Linked DNA regions of Mus musculus: all the other regions are linked to region 3. Evidence: chromatin contacts called from public Hi-C and HiChIP or PLAC-seq data. All regions are on one chromosome and are shown on one strand. Each heading gives the region's core, a stretch centred on a gene start, on an enhancer-like site or on the middle of the called end of the contact. The rest is flanking DNA. Distances are from core to core; before and after follow the strand shown.

Region 1 (4,263 bases), core at 926-3,425, 150 kb before region 3:
GAGGTTCTTGCTTGGTGATTTTCTGGTCCCTTCCCCAGGGTGTGGGAATATTTGGGATGTAGACTCTGTCCATCAAAGGGTGACAATCAATCTCTGGGGTGACAGTGCTCCTGGCTGGCCACCACATTCCACTTGCACAGCACAGAGGCGAGCAGCTTAGTCCTGATCAATGTATCTGTCTCTGAGCCTGTAGATGTGCCTCACTCCAGAAAGCCAGGCTGCCTTTCCCTGCCAGGATCAACAGAGCCCCTGGGCTTTGACAGTGAGGCACCCAGAGCTCACGAGCTGCTTCAAACCACCCAGACCCCAGAGGTTGAAAAAGGAGATCAGGGCATTGAGCCAACCCCGTGCCTCTTCCTGTGTCTGCCCATGCCGCTGGATGAGGCTGTGTTGGAGTGTGTATGTGCATGTGGAGGCTGGAGCTTCCTCAGGAACTATCCAGCTCGTTTTCCGAGACGCGGTCTTGGATCATCCTTGAACATGCAAGGCAGATGGGCCAGTGAGTTTCAGGCATCTTCTTCTCTCTTCCCAGCTCTGGGATCACAAGCATGTGCCACCACCCCAGCTTCTTTACTTGAATTCTGGGGATCTAAAACCAGGTCCTTTACTATCTGAGCCATCTCCCCAACGCTGCCGATTCAGTAGCGGAAGAAAGTTTGTGATTTCCCACAGGTGACCTAAGTTTGCCTTGAGTGTGGTGACTTCCAACCCTCCTAGATCAGCCCTGCCGGCTGCCTCTGTGGATCCTGATCGTTGTCCTTTGCCTTCCGTTTCTGATGATTTTCAGTGTGAAGACAAATGGACACCCGAGTGAGCCACTCAGTGAGGTCTCTGCACACACACAGGCCCCCTGCCCAGGCACTGCTAGTCAAGCTCTCTGGCCTGCTGTTCACAAACTTCCAAGATGTGAGTCCAGTGTGGTGAGAATGTTACCACAAGCAAGGAACTCTTATTAGTTATCATTCCTTTTACATTCGTTTCTTTTGTTTCTGTTTAATTTTGTTTGTTTGTTTGTTTTGGATTTTCAAGACAGGGTTTCTCTGTATAATCTTGGCTGTCCTGGAACTCTCTTTAACTACCAGGAGGATAGCTCTGTGTGTGTGTGTGTGTGTGTGTGTTTTAAAATGATGGACTTAGTTTTATGTACATTGGTGCTTTGTCTTCATGCATGTCTGTGTGAGGGTGTCAGATTCTTTGGAACTGGAGTTACAGACAGTTGTGAGCTGCCATGTGGTTGCTGGGAATTAAACCCAGGTCCTCTGGAAGAGCAGCCTGTGCTCTTAACCACTGAGTGACCTCTCCAACCCCTTATGCTCTAATCTAGAAGCTATTGGCCGTCTAGAACTTTGAAGGTTTTCAAGCCATTAACCTGTTTTCAGCCTGTATCCACCGACTTCCAATCCTGATAATTCCTGAACATTCTTTTTGTTTGGTTGGTTTGTTTTTTGGTTTTTGGTTTTTTGTTTGTTTGTTTGTTTGTTTTGTTTTGTTTTGTTTTTCGAGACAGGGTTTCTCTGGCTGTCCTGGAACTCACTCTGTAGACCAGGCTGGCCCGGAACTCAGAAATCCGCCCGCCTCTGCCTCCGGAGGGCTGGGATTAAATGCGTGCGTCACCACGCCTGGCTCCTGAACATTCTTAACTGCATACTGATGACCTTTATACAATCCGATCTTCTTTGGTGCTCACATTTCTATGGTTTAATTCCCCCCACCTCTTTTTAAAGCAGTTTTGAGAAAAGAAAAAAAATTGCTAACGGCAGTAGTACAGGGATGGTGCCAGAGGACCCTAATCTCCACAGAGAGAGTTTGCAGGCCCTGAATGCTTGGGAAAGGCCCGAGTGGGCTTTCTCCCTCTGCCTGATCTTCCCCATTGTTTCTGTGGTCCTGCCGAATGCCTGCCTTTCTCCAGCCTCGTCCCACAGCCTGAGTACCCGGATGATGGGCAGTTCCTGTCGGTACCGAGTTTCCAGCTATAAAGTGATAGCCTGTCTCTGGGATTCATTTCATAAAAGATGTCACTGGTCACGAGGTCTTACTATCTTCTGAGGTGACTCAAAAAAACTAACTATAAGGCCTAAAATCCAAACAGGAAGGCAATCGCCGCCTGCTGCTCGGCTAGCTGCAGCTGGAACTTGCATGATAAGCCCAGCAGATGGCGCACTTGTTCTCTCGATCTCATCTGTCTTAGTAATGAAAACAAAGACCGGGAAAGGTGAGGTGGCAGCAGACCTCTCCCAGAGCCCGGGCTAGGGAGAGGCTACCTGTAAAAGAGGCCCTCAGATCCAGGCCTGTTATCTCGTTATCTCCTCAGGGCAGCAAAGGTTGGAAGAAGGAGAAGTGGTAGCAGGGACAGACTCCCAGGGACCCCTTTCAGGACTTTTCCCCTAATGCCCCGATGCATCTGCCACAGGCTAGTAAATCCAAGAATCTGTACCTTTGGACCGGCCAGACACAGCTTCGCCAAACAAGGTTTGTGCGCGGCAACCACAGGTCCAGGATTCAGCCAGCAGAGAACTTTCTGTACCATGGGTGGATAGTGGAGGCAGGATGCAGGTCTAGGGCTGCTTGAACTAAATCTCGATTTCTTCATCTGTATAAGAAAGAGATTAAGCTTAACTCTTCCTGACAGCACTGCTTGGAGGAGGTTAATTATGTATGAAGGTATCTGAGTCGGGGAGGGTGCCCATCCATGGCGGGTACATGTCTGCTCTGCGTGCTGCCTCTTCTAGGTAAGGCCCTGTGCAGAATGCCCCAGTTCTGGTGTGAAGGGGGTTTGCTGTGTTCTGACCCCCACCCCCATGGCTGGTGAGGAGCCCAGGTAACTTTCTGGACTTCCTTGCTTCGGGCTCAACAGCTTTCTCCTATTTCTGTTTTCTCCTCCTCCTCCTCCTCCTCCTCCTCCTCCTCCTCCTTCCTCCTTCCTCCTCCCCGTCCTCCTCCTCCTCCTCCTCCTTCTCCTCCTCCTCCTCCTTCTCCTCCTCCTCCTCCTTCTCCTCCTCCTCCTCCTTCTCCTCCTTCTCCTCCTCCTCCTTCTCCTCCTTCTCCTCCTCCTCCTCCTCCTCCCCCTCCTCCCCCTCCTCCCCCTCCTCCTCCTTCTTCCTGCTGCTCCCACTGTCTGACTAGAGTCTAATGGCATTCCCCTGCCCCAAATTCTTAATGGCTCCTTAATGCCCCAGAATGAAGGCTAAACTCAGAATTGATACTCAATGTCCTTCATAACCAGCTTTCCACCTACATTTTAAGCTTTTGGAACAAAATTGAAGAAATTGACTTAAATCTGAATTAACAGGGTAGAGTTCTGAGGATGGAGGGAATAGAAGTTGTTGGTAACAGGCATGGACGGGTCTGGCTACCAAGAATGGAGTCCCCCCTACTTCTCATATTATGTATTTTTTTTCTCTTGTTCTCTTACTGTGTCAGAAAGTGTCTTGCTATATAGTTCAGGCCAGCTTCAAATTCATGATTCTCCTGCCTCAGCTTCCTCTGAGGGTGTGGTGACCTGTCCTCTTGATGTGCCTTTCCTTAAGCACAGAGTCTAGGTTTTGCTAATTATTTTGTCCCTAGCAGCTAAGACAGTGTCTGCAGTTATAGATGCTCAGTCAGTACTCACTGGAATGCATGCGAGCATGAATGACTGAGAATGAATGAATGAATGAATGTCCTGAATGTGCCAAAGGTTGACTAAGCAACTATCCCCAGTGTTCACTAGCTCCTGGCCTTTTCTAACCTGAGAAGCAGAATGGGGTGGGGGAGGGGCATTAGAACAGTGCAGCCAAAAGCAAGAAACCAGAGCATTCTTGATCTAGCAACAGGGGGACGTCGTGATGACAAGGACTACAACTGTTGTGCCCACAGCCTCTTAGAACACTCCATCCTAAACCTCCCAGGAAGGTCAACCTGACTGTAGGGCTCTGGTCAGTCAGAGGGTGTGCTTGTCCAGCCATCTGTTTCCCAGGATACCATTTCCCTAGCACAGATGGCACCCGGACCTTCCTCACTGTGTCAGCGAGCTGCGGAGGACCCAGCATTGCTGAGGCTCAGCCTGGTCTCTTTCGACCCCGTTTTCTCCATCACTCGCCTCCCCTCCACCCTCCATATGGCTGCCTCACTTCGGTGTCCTCCCAAAAGAACTCCTCCTTCTGTCTGGCTGCTTAGCACCTCACAGATGGGAATCTAGAACATTTGGGAGAGGTTAAAAAGCAGTTTCAAACTGTCTGTTTTCTTTTTCTCAAGCTGGGGATTGAACCCAGGGCCTTGCATGTT
Region 2 (4,823 bases), core at 463-2,962, 130 kb after region 3:
TTAAATAACCATTGCTGAAAGGGAGAAACATATAATTTTTTGTGAACTCAACTCATGCGACCCAGTACAACAAGAAGATGTGATAATTAGTGTCCACTGGTCCTAAGCAGAGAACACACAGAGGAGCCAGCTGGGGTGTTACCAAGGGACATGCCATTGCTATGTGAATTAAATGTGTGAATCCGGGCAGATCTTCATGTCTGAGATGCCCTGGAACTGAGCCTGCTCTAACAACCTCCAAATAACTTGCACCTGCTTATAGCTGCCTAATTCACTTTGCCCTCCCTTCCTTCTCCACAACCCCCTCCCCCCAATCCCCATAACTCCAGACAAACAGAACACAAACCCTCAGTCTTGGTTTTAAAAAAAACCTACAGCAGCCACAGGAGCCTAACCCCTCACTGGAAACTGAGCAAGCCCACAAGACATTTAAATGGAGTCTCAGAGGAGTGGGGATGATGGGGGAGGGGGAGGTCCCGCTGGCCAGTCATTTGAGAGGATGCACAGGACTTGCAACTTCTAGGAAGGGAGGGTTGCTGGACATCTGCAAGGGGTAGCTCAGAAAGGTTTTGACTTCCCTCACAACAAACACAACGCAGCAGCCAAGTTTTCTGGAAGTATTTGGAAAAATCCGACATAAATTAGACGTGTGAATGATACGGCCACAGAGCATGAAATCTTCAGTAAAGAAAGTTCTGTGAGCATCAGCTGCCCAGAAATAAGCATCAGGGGCCAAGGGCGGGCAGAGCTGTGGAGGGGCTGCTGACAGCTGTGGCCAGCGGGCAGAGGCAGAGGGGAAGGGCTCCAAGCTGGAATTCGGAGCGTGCCCACATCAGCAGAAAAGTTCCTGGGAACAGCACTCTGTCTGGGAGGGACCCTGCGGGTCTCAGGATGCACGCGCTCTGAGATGCAGGGACCAACGGCCGTTAGAGGAAGCCCCGGTCCTCTTTTCCTTCCCTGCTCCCTGAAGGTTAAGGCATCTTCGACAGACGACAGAAGTAAAAGATCTGCTCCCAGGATGAACGAATGATTTCCATGTCCATTCCCTACTGCATCTCGCTATTCCCAAACCAGACACGGTCCAGGGAAGAAGAGAAAGGAAGCTGGGATGCAGATGCGGGGAGAGCGTAGATGGGAAACTGAGGCAGAAAAGTGTATGTTAAAGGCTGAGGGAATCCGGGAAGACCCGAAATCAAGAGTGGAGTCCTCTCCTTTCCCTCCTCGGTTCCCAGCACACAGAGCCACACTCGAACTACGCCCAATCCGGGCGGCCGCCCGGCTCTAGGGAGCCGGCGCCGCACAAAGCTCCGCCCGCGCACACACACGACAACAGCACCCGGTGCGCCGGCCCACACAATAGCGCGGCGCGCGCCCCGCCGCGGCCCCTCGCGGGGTCCCGGCCAGCCCGGCGCCGAGGTCCGCCCTTCGCGCACACCCACGCCCGCAGCCCAGGCCCGCGCGCGGAGCAGGGACGATCGAGGCAGCCCCCGCGCCCGGCGCTCGGTGAAGCGCGTCACGCGCCCCCCACTCACCCGCAGTGCTGCTCAGCAGCAGGCACAGCGGCCCCAGCAGCCACATGGCGCGGCCGCCGCTCCGCTGCCCAGCGACGTTGCTGCCCCGCGGCCTCGGTCAGACCCCGCCTCTCGGCGCCGGCCACGCCCTCTCGCCGGCCCAGCCACGCCCCCGCCCTCCCAGGCCAGAGAGCTCAGCCAAGTTCTGCACGCTCACAGTTGAATGTGGCCGCCTGAGCTCTCCTCCACGGTCCAGGTTACAAAGGTCCGGCGGATCCAGTTTTTGCTGCCTCAGGGGTCAAATTGCGAGGAATTCTTAACTGCCCCGGCTCTTCTCTCGGCCGGTTTCCCTTTCTTCCTGCATCCTGCGGGGATGAGAGAGTCACCATCTCCCCAGAGCCTAGATGGAAGAAAAAAGTTTGAAGAACCGGTTCTTAGGAGAAAACTTTTTTTCATTGTTGACAGTGAAATACGACCGTTGCTTCTCAAACTCCAAAATGTATCAGGCAGGCTTGGCGACCCCGTTATAAAGCTCACTTCCACTCAACAGGTCTGCATTTCTAATAAACTGGGGGGGGTGATTCTCAGGATGGTAGTTCCTGGAGCCACTGGAGGAGCAGAGAAGACATTTCATCCTGAGATCTAAGAACACTGAGGAGAGTTTTAAATCCCCAAAACTTTATGCATTTTCCATTGTTTGGGCATTATACACTGTTTTTTAAGGAAAGCCTATTATCATGGAGCTGAGGAAATGACTTAGCAGTTGAGAGCAATTGACCTTCTCTGGTTAGACCTTCAAATGAGCCCCCAGCCCCAGAGGAAGCCATGATTGCCTTAAGTCCATGTGCTCCTCTAAGCTGCATCTAGGTTACTAACCAAAAGACTGAGTGCATTCACTGGGTTATTGCTTTCACCAAAAAGTCTTTTGTTACAAGGCGATAACATTACTATTCATGGCATTACAGCAAACACTGACCAGAACAGCTGAATCTCACTTAGCATCCTCCAGAAAGCTGCAGGAGGATGGCACTAGTCTGCTTCAGGCATGGCACTCTCATGGTCACACTTTACCTTTACAACAACCTCTGAAGACAGACAGTAATGTTTCTGTGACACAAATGAAGTCTCTGAGGCTCAAAAAAAAGAAAAAAAAAAAAAGAAAAGAAAGGAAGGAAGGAAGGGAAAACATTCTCAACAGCCACACATCGTTACTTACCACCGTGAACAAGCCCAGTTCAGAAGACCATAAGACACAGAACTTATCTGCAGCTTCAAAGATGATGTGGCCACTGGATCTGAGCTATGATCATGGAAATGCTCAATAAACAAAAGTTAATTTCAGCGTTTAATACAATTCTACTCCCAGGAAAAGATTTCTGGGTTGCAGCTCCCACTCCCCAAAGCCACTGAGCCTGAGAGTTTTCCCTGCTGGAAATTAAAGTCATTCTTTAGCTGTTGCTGAGTGTGTGTGTGTGTGTGTGTGTGTGTGGTGCATGCATGTGGGTATGTGAGCGTAGTGTGGTGTGCGAGTGTATGTGTGTGAGTGTGTGTGTAAGTATGTGTGTGTGAGAGAATGTGTGTAAGCATGTGTGTATTGTGAGAGAGAGAGAGAGTGTGTGTGCATGTGTGTGTGGAGAGAGAGTGAGAAAACACATGTGTTTAAATTGTCAAGCTAACACTGCTGGGAAATGACTTCTTGTAATTCACATTTAATGTAGTCATAGGATTTCAGGAGAGAAATTGTCTTATGTCTGTTAACAAATATTTTGCACTATCCAAAATGATAGAAATTTTACCTTCCACTTTTTAAAAAATTATATATTTATATATATATATATACATACATACATGTGTATATATATTGTATTATATCTATATATGTGCGTGTATGTATATATATGTATATATGTATATATATATCTTCAGACACACCAGAAGAGGGCATCAGATCCCATTACAGATGATAGGGAGCCACATGTGGTTGCTGGGAACTGATCTCAGGACCTCTGAAAGAGCAGTCAGTGCTCTTATCTGATGAGCCATCTCTCCACCCCAGCCCCTTACCCTTCCCTTTGTATGACTCGAAATTTGTTATTTATTTTATATTGCTCCTTGAATGAAGTTGTATGTCCCCTTAACAATGTAATTTCTCACACCTGTGGCCAGTCCTGAAACCAAAGAACAAGTACAGGAGTAGGGGCAGTAACCTGCAGTTTATCAAGAGAATAACCCCTTGCACAGTTTTGTCATAGATATATTTCTACTTTTTCTTTCCTTAGGAGTTTAGGGATTCATTATGAGTGCAGGGTATAGTAAAGGTTTCTATTGCTGGGTTAAATCTCATGACGAAAAGCAGCTTAGGGAGGGAAAGATTTACTTCCGTTTGGTCATCTTGATCACAGCCCATCATGAAGGGGCAGGAGCTGAAGCAGAGGCCTTGGTGGATCTCTGCTCGTGCTTGCCTCCTCCTCGTGGCTTGCTCAGAGCTTCTTTACAGCTCAGGACCACTTGCCTGGAAGTGGCATGCCACACACCCACACCTCACAGCATCGACTACCCACATCAAGTAATCAAAAGCAAAATGGCACTACAGACTTGCCTACAGCAATCTGAAGGAGGCATTCTCTCAACAGAGAGTCCCTCTTCCAAATGACTCTTGCTTGTGTCTAGTTGACATAAAACTAACCAATAGTGTATATCCCACCCATCAGCAATGGACAAGAGAGCATTGTCTTTGAACTTTACAGACCTCCAGTGTAGAATATGGTACCCTTAAGCTAAGCTTCATTTGATTGCAATAAGCACTTGTATTGTGGTTACTCTGAATGGCTGGCGCTTTAAACATAATATGCAAAGTAGATTTTAAAGACTGAGTACCAAAAAGAACAGGAAAAGGCAATAATTTTACTTTGATCACATGGTAAAATTTAATATTAAAACATATAGGCCTTTCATCACTTTATTTAAATGCAGCTAAGTTGACAAGACGGCTCAGCTGATAAAGGCACTGGCTGCCAAGCATCATGACCTAACTTCAGTCCCCAAGCCCCTCCTGGTAAAAGGAGAGAACTAGCTCTGTGGGTTGTTCCCTGATCTCACGTGTGGAATGTGGTGTGCGTGTGCTTGCGTGTGTGTGTGCGTGCGTGCGTGTGTGTGCGTGTGTGTTTGTGTGCATATGCATGTGTGTGTGCATGTGTGTGTGTGTGTGTTTGTGTGCATATGCATGTATGTGTGCTGTGTGTGTACATACATAATGTTTTAAAAGTGTAACTACTAGAAAACTTTAAATCTCACTCTGTGGCTTATGTGCAG
Region 3 (4,931 bases), core at 1,290-3,789:
GATGACTTTTTCCTTAGGAGCCCTCAAAGGAAGTTCTTGACATCACAGGACAGCAACAAGTCTTAGGATAAATAATATCCACCCATCAAACGCCAGCTGCGGTGACAGTCTGGGTTATTTCTAGCAAACCTTTCCTTCATAGAAAGCTCTTTGTCATCCCTGCTTGCAAGCACTAGGCTAGCATGAGCACCTCTCCCACCCCAAGCCCCTCACAGCATCCGTAGGAATTATCCTTAGTGCCTTGGTAGCTTGGATCTGTTTGGTGACAAGCAGCAAAGGTCTTCCCCCAAAGTGTGTCTTTTGTTCTCAATGATGCAGGCTGGTGAGAGGCTTGAGGTCATACAGAGACCAAGCACACCTGGCCAGTTACTCACAGAGCCTCCACCCCCACCCCGCCCCACCCCGCCCGACTGATAGCCCTTCGTGGCCCGCACAGCCTACTCGCCGCCTTTGATGCTCTCGTCCAGCTTTTCGCTGTCTCAGTGATTATGGCTTGACTTCCTCCCTGAAAACACTGGCCCAACTCTTCTCACCGTTAGCCCCTTCATGTGATGGTGAAGCTGACTGGATAAGGGACAGTGAGAGAGTTCCCACAGCACACACCCGAGCATGTTTGTGAGGGCATTTTTAGAGATGGTTAGATCATAGGAACTCTGACCTATCCAGATTGAACAAAGAAACTGGGGGGAGGGTGCAGGGGAAGATGGGGGTGCAGGTGAGGATCGGGGTGCAGTACGGGGTTAACTGGAGAAAGTGTGCCAACAGAAGCAAGCTTAGCTTGTGAAAGATATACCTAAACTCTTCCCTTCTGTCATCCTTCTCTTTCCTGTCGCCATGCAGTGAGCAGCCTTTGCCAGGCTTCCACTACTGTGAGTCTCTGCCTGGCCTCAGGCCCGAAAAACCACTTGCTCTGTGTTCTCCCTTTGGGGGTTTTAATAATCTGGGCAACATTCCAATGCAAGGGACCCCACACCTTAGCAAGCACGCCAACTGCCTTGGGTCTCTCTATGTCACCCAATGTTCCACTGGCCAAAGTAAGCAGAGGACATTAACAGAGGCATTTTCTTTGGCCATTCTGCTAACAGTAAAAAGGCTCTTAAAGAGCAAAGAACTGAGAATGATAATTCAGTCTACCACATGGTGGACAGTGGAGGTGGCCCATGGGACAAATACCAAGCTCTAAATTTCACCATTAGCCAAATGACAGCTCTTAGGGTGAACCATGAGAACAAGCCAATGGTTTCTACTTCAGGATCCTGCCCTGACTTCCCTCAAAGATGGACCTGCAGATGTAAGATGAAATAAACCCTTTCTTCCTTTGCGTTGTGCTTATCACAGGAGCAGAAGAGAACTAGAGGAGGCCTAGAGAGGGCTAAGAAACAAGTGCAAGGTCCCAGGGGTCTGAAAGGGGGTGGGTGACTTTATACAGAGCCACTTGGGACTGAGCTAAGAAGCCTGGAGCTAAGGGGAGCACGGATATAGAAAACGAGACCCTTGAAATACAAGATGAGAGGCGTCCCTCAAGCTCAGCATAGTCTACCACCCCCACACAGAGGCAAGACCAGTGCTCTCCCCAGAGAGCTTTTCTCAGCAGCCCCAGGACCTCCCGTCTCCTCAGGGTCATGTCACTTGGCCTGTCTGATGACTCTCCAGACCTTCACATTTCTGTCACCACATCTGGTGTCCCACAGAAGGTGTGGCTATGCTTTAATTAGGGGTCATTTCTTGGGGGCTGAAGAAGTTGGTTGGGTAGGACTTATGGTAATGGTATATCAGTTTGTTATGGTAAGGCCGACTTGTGGGGTGGGGTGTTCATCAGTAAAAATCTATTGTCTCACAATGTGGGAGACCATAAGTCCAAGATTAAGGTGCTGGCCGAGGGCTTTCCTCTGAGGGCTGTGAGGACAGTCGGTTCCACATCCCTCCCTGGCCATCTGTGGTTTCTTGGCCATCTGTGCTGCAGGCATCCTCCTCTTCTGTTTTTATGTCATACAATGTTCTCCCTGAGTGTGTGTTTCTGAGACCCCAAATCCCACTACAATAAAGACACGGTCACATCAGCGGCCCACCCTATCCTAATGGGACCTCTTCCTACTAATTATATCGTCAAGGACCCTGCTCTTAAATATGGACATGTTCTGTGGACCTGGAGGCAGGGTCCAGATTGTGAGAAATGAATTTTGAGGAGAAAAAAATGTAACTCAAAAAGAGAGCAAGATCCTAGTATGTAATTTCTAAGTTCCAACTCTCTCTGTCCCTCCCTGACACGCACACAGGCTCGTGCGCGCGCGCGCGCGCGCACACACACACACACACACACACACACACACACACACACACACACACACACAGACCTGCAAAAGAAACAGCACAAAGCATCATTTCTGGCTCTGGTAAGGTGCCAAAGCTCTCACAGCCTGCCATTCTCCTGAAGTCTTATCGCCAGAGCACAGCAAGGAAAGGAAGCTGCTCTGGCAGGCGCAACACTGCCAACCAACTCCCTGCTAGGGTGACTCACTGGCAGAACACACTTCGAAAATGCTCGAGGGGTGGAGAGCCAGCTCATCAGTGTGGTACTATCCTTGAGGAAGCATACATGTGAGAGCCAAGAGGAGGACCGTGCCCTTCCCCTGGATCACAGTTCCCCCTTCCATTTAGCTCTCTGCAGCTCGGGCTAGACTGCTTCCTGGAGTTCCAGAGTACCAGAGGGCAGAGGCGGACAGGGTGGTGTGGGCAGGGTCAGGAGAAGGAGCACTGCCTCAACTCAAGTTCACACCTTAGCTCCCTACTCACTTGCAGTATGCACTTGGTCTAAGTAGTCTTTAGTTCTTCATCGAGAAAGTGGGCCAGAAGAGCACAAGGTCCTGGGGTGAAGGGGGAGGGGTTAGAACAGAGCAGAACCACGTGAATGGGACAAAGGTCCCTGACACCAAGCTTGAACCCCAGAATGTTCTCTCCCTATAAAGTCCTTATGGTCCCTCCCAAAGCCCTGACTGGTCACCATGACCTGGGACTAGAATACGAAACCACTGGAGCCTCCTTGAGAGGAGGCTCTCCCTCCAGCCTCACCTGAGGCCGCTGGTGGGCCTCAATTCCTTCCTGGCTTTACGTCAGAGTCCTTCCTCGGCTCCCTGTCCCAGCAGTCTCTGCAACACTGCAACTCACAACATGGAAAGTGGCTTTTGTCAGAGCAAGCAACACAGAGTGAGAGGGAAGGGCTATCTATTCATGGCCTGTTCCTAGAAATGACACCCAACCTGTTTGCTGAATTTCTTTTGCTTAAAACCAGGTCATAATTTGTACATATGTTCTCACACAGCAGTATTCACAATAGTCAAAGGGGGGAGGGGCCAAACGTGTTTGCTGACAGAGAAATCAAACGTGATATATCAACAATAAAATGGAATATTATTCAGTCTTTCACAGGAAGGAAATTGCCTACATGTTATAAAATAGATGAACTTGATGACATGCTAAGTTGAACTAAGCATCTTACAATAAAGTCACGATATTTGATTCTCCTCTACAAGTCCCCAAAACCTCCAAAGCAACCAAGATAGAAAGTGGAAAAGCAGTTACCAGGGTTATGGGGTGGAGCAGAGAGGGAACACTTTTTTTCTTTGTTTCTTAAGTGCATTCAGAATTTCAAGATGTGAAAGTTCTAGCAATTGGCTGCATAATGGAAAGAGTAATTTCTGCCACTGAACTTTAAAAAGTACTTTCAAAAGTTAAGATAGTCAATTTTATGCATTTTTCTAGACAGGAGGGAGGGAGGGACTAGTCAAACCATCCAGATCACAGACAAAGAGGTGGGATTACACACAGGCACAAGTGTCAGAAGGTGTCATCACTAGACACCAAAGCCACATTCAGGTAGAATTTTCAAGGTCACCTGAATGATGTTCACGCCCATCATCTGCATAGCAGCTGCTGCTGTATCTAAGATACACAGTATCCTAGATCCCAAGCATAGGACAGTCACAGTGATGCTGCCCAAAGGTACCCTCTGAAAGGACCTACAGCAGACTATGCTGTCAATCAATGAAGCCCTGACAAAACCTGACCCCACCACAAAGTCACTGCAATGCACTCTGATGGCCACCCTGGCTCCAGCTCCTCACAGAGGATCCATGATGGGATGGAGGCTGGCTTCAACCTACTCAGAGGAGGAGAAAAGCATTTTGAACAACCCATGTTCTTACCTTGAAGTCATATTTATTCATTTCTTCTAAATAAACAATGTAAAATATATTTTTTTCCCACATCAACTGATGTTTCAGGACACAGAGTCAACTGAGCCGACTTCCCAGAGCATTGTAACCAATGATGATGCCATAAGACATGAGTGTGCATTATGTGCAGTCAAGAAGTCTCTGAGATGCTTCAGGGAGACACTGTATGGAGCCCTGGTAGTTCACATTTAGAGCGCACAAAGTGCACTCTTGAGTAATCCAGGCTCATTTGAGCAGGGAGAGAACCTAGGAGGGATGCAGAAACACAGGCTGGCCAAGGGAACTCATATCCAAGACTCTCATCTTGTACTTACTTTGGGACACATCCCCATAGTCGGAAAGGCAGAAACTTCCTTTATTGGACACAGAACAGTACTTCTTGTTGCTTTCATAAACTGTGGCTAGTTTCACACACATACTGAAACAAAGACATGATGTGGTACCACAGAGTGCAAGTTAAACATAACAGATTTTTCCCATTTGCTAACACTTACAGAGCCCATTATGGGTGAGGCAGAGGGCCACTAGGTTGGACCTCTGGGACTAGAAAAGCAAATAGGACACACTCTCTATTCCTTGGTAGCTAGGAAAGATTCCTAACACAATGGTCACCACACATGGAGGTGTCACTCATTCCCTGATGTCAATTGGGTAGTGACTTAGAAAGCTCAGAGTGCAGGGGAGATGGCTTGTGTCTAT

Evidence for each region. A called contact is a pair of places that touch in the nucleus more often than the background predicts. HiChIP or PLAC-seq counts read pairs in DNA pulled down with a chosen protein or histone mark.
Region 1: a Hi-C map of cerebral cortex shows a contact between it and region 3, with 6 times the contacts expected there. The contact joins two enhancer-like sites. A contact is called at or near these places in 10 of 39 promoter capture datasets (the 3T3-L1 cell line, the C10 cell line, the HPC-7 cell line and 6 more), 1 of 15 datasets of contacts at CTCF or cohesin (pro-B cells), 10 of 484 Hi-C or Micro-C datasets (cerebellar granule neurons, cerebellum, cerebral cortex and 3 more), 4 of 115 datasets of contacts at active chromatin or transcription factors (double positive thymocytes, embryonic basal ganglia, embryonic forebrain and 1 more) and 1 of 9 other capture datasets (embryonic stem cells).
Region 2: an HNF4G HiChIP or PLAC-seq map of pancreatic cancer cells shows a contact between it and region 3. The contact joins the promoter of Ldlrad3 here to the enhancer-like site in region 3. A contact is called at or near these places in 6 of 39 promoter capture datasets (the 3T3-L1 cell line, the C10 cell line, the HPC-7 cell line and 2 more), 3 of 484 Hi-C or Micro-C datasets (CD4 T cells, hematopoietic stem and progenitor cells and muscle stem cells) and 3 of 115 datasets of contacts at active chromatin or transcription factors (double positive thymocytes, microglia and pancreatic cancer cells).

The regions. Positions count from the first base shown.
Region 1 is chr2:101,903,811-101,908,073 of GRCm38.p6, forward strand. No RefSeq gene overlaps it. Among named protein-coding and RNA genes, the nearest start is that of Commd9, 20 kb to the left of the region's middle. Within about 2 kb of position 2,176, at least 70 of the 459 cell types and tissues checked have an H3K27ac peak or open chromatin away from gene starts, as enhancers often do. A contact at or near this core is called in cerebellar granule neurons, cerebellum, cerebral cortex and 2 more, where this site is marked.
Region 2 is chr2:102,184,748-102,189,570 of GRCm38.p6, forward strand. Ldlrad3 (low density lipoprotein receptor class A domain containing 3) reads right to left here and starts at 1,713. Exons shown (of 6, transcript NM_178886.3): 1 at 1,533-1,713. The coding sequence starts at 1,578.
Region 3 is chr2:102,050,597-102,055,527 of GRCm38.p6, forward strand. The region is part of intron 4 of Ldlrad3 (low density lipoprotein receptor class A domain containing 3); the gene reads right to left. Among named protein-coding and RNA genes, the nearest start is that of Gm39888, 61 kb to the left of the region's middle. Within about 2 kb of position 2,540, at least 94 of the 459 cell types and tissues checked have an H3K27ac peak or open chromatin away from gene starts, as enhancers often do. A contact at or near this core is called in cerebellar granule neurons, cerebellum, cerebral cortex and 4 more, where this site is marked.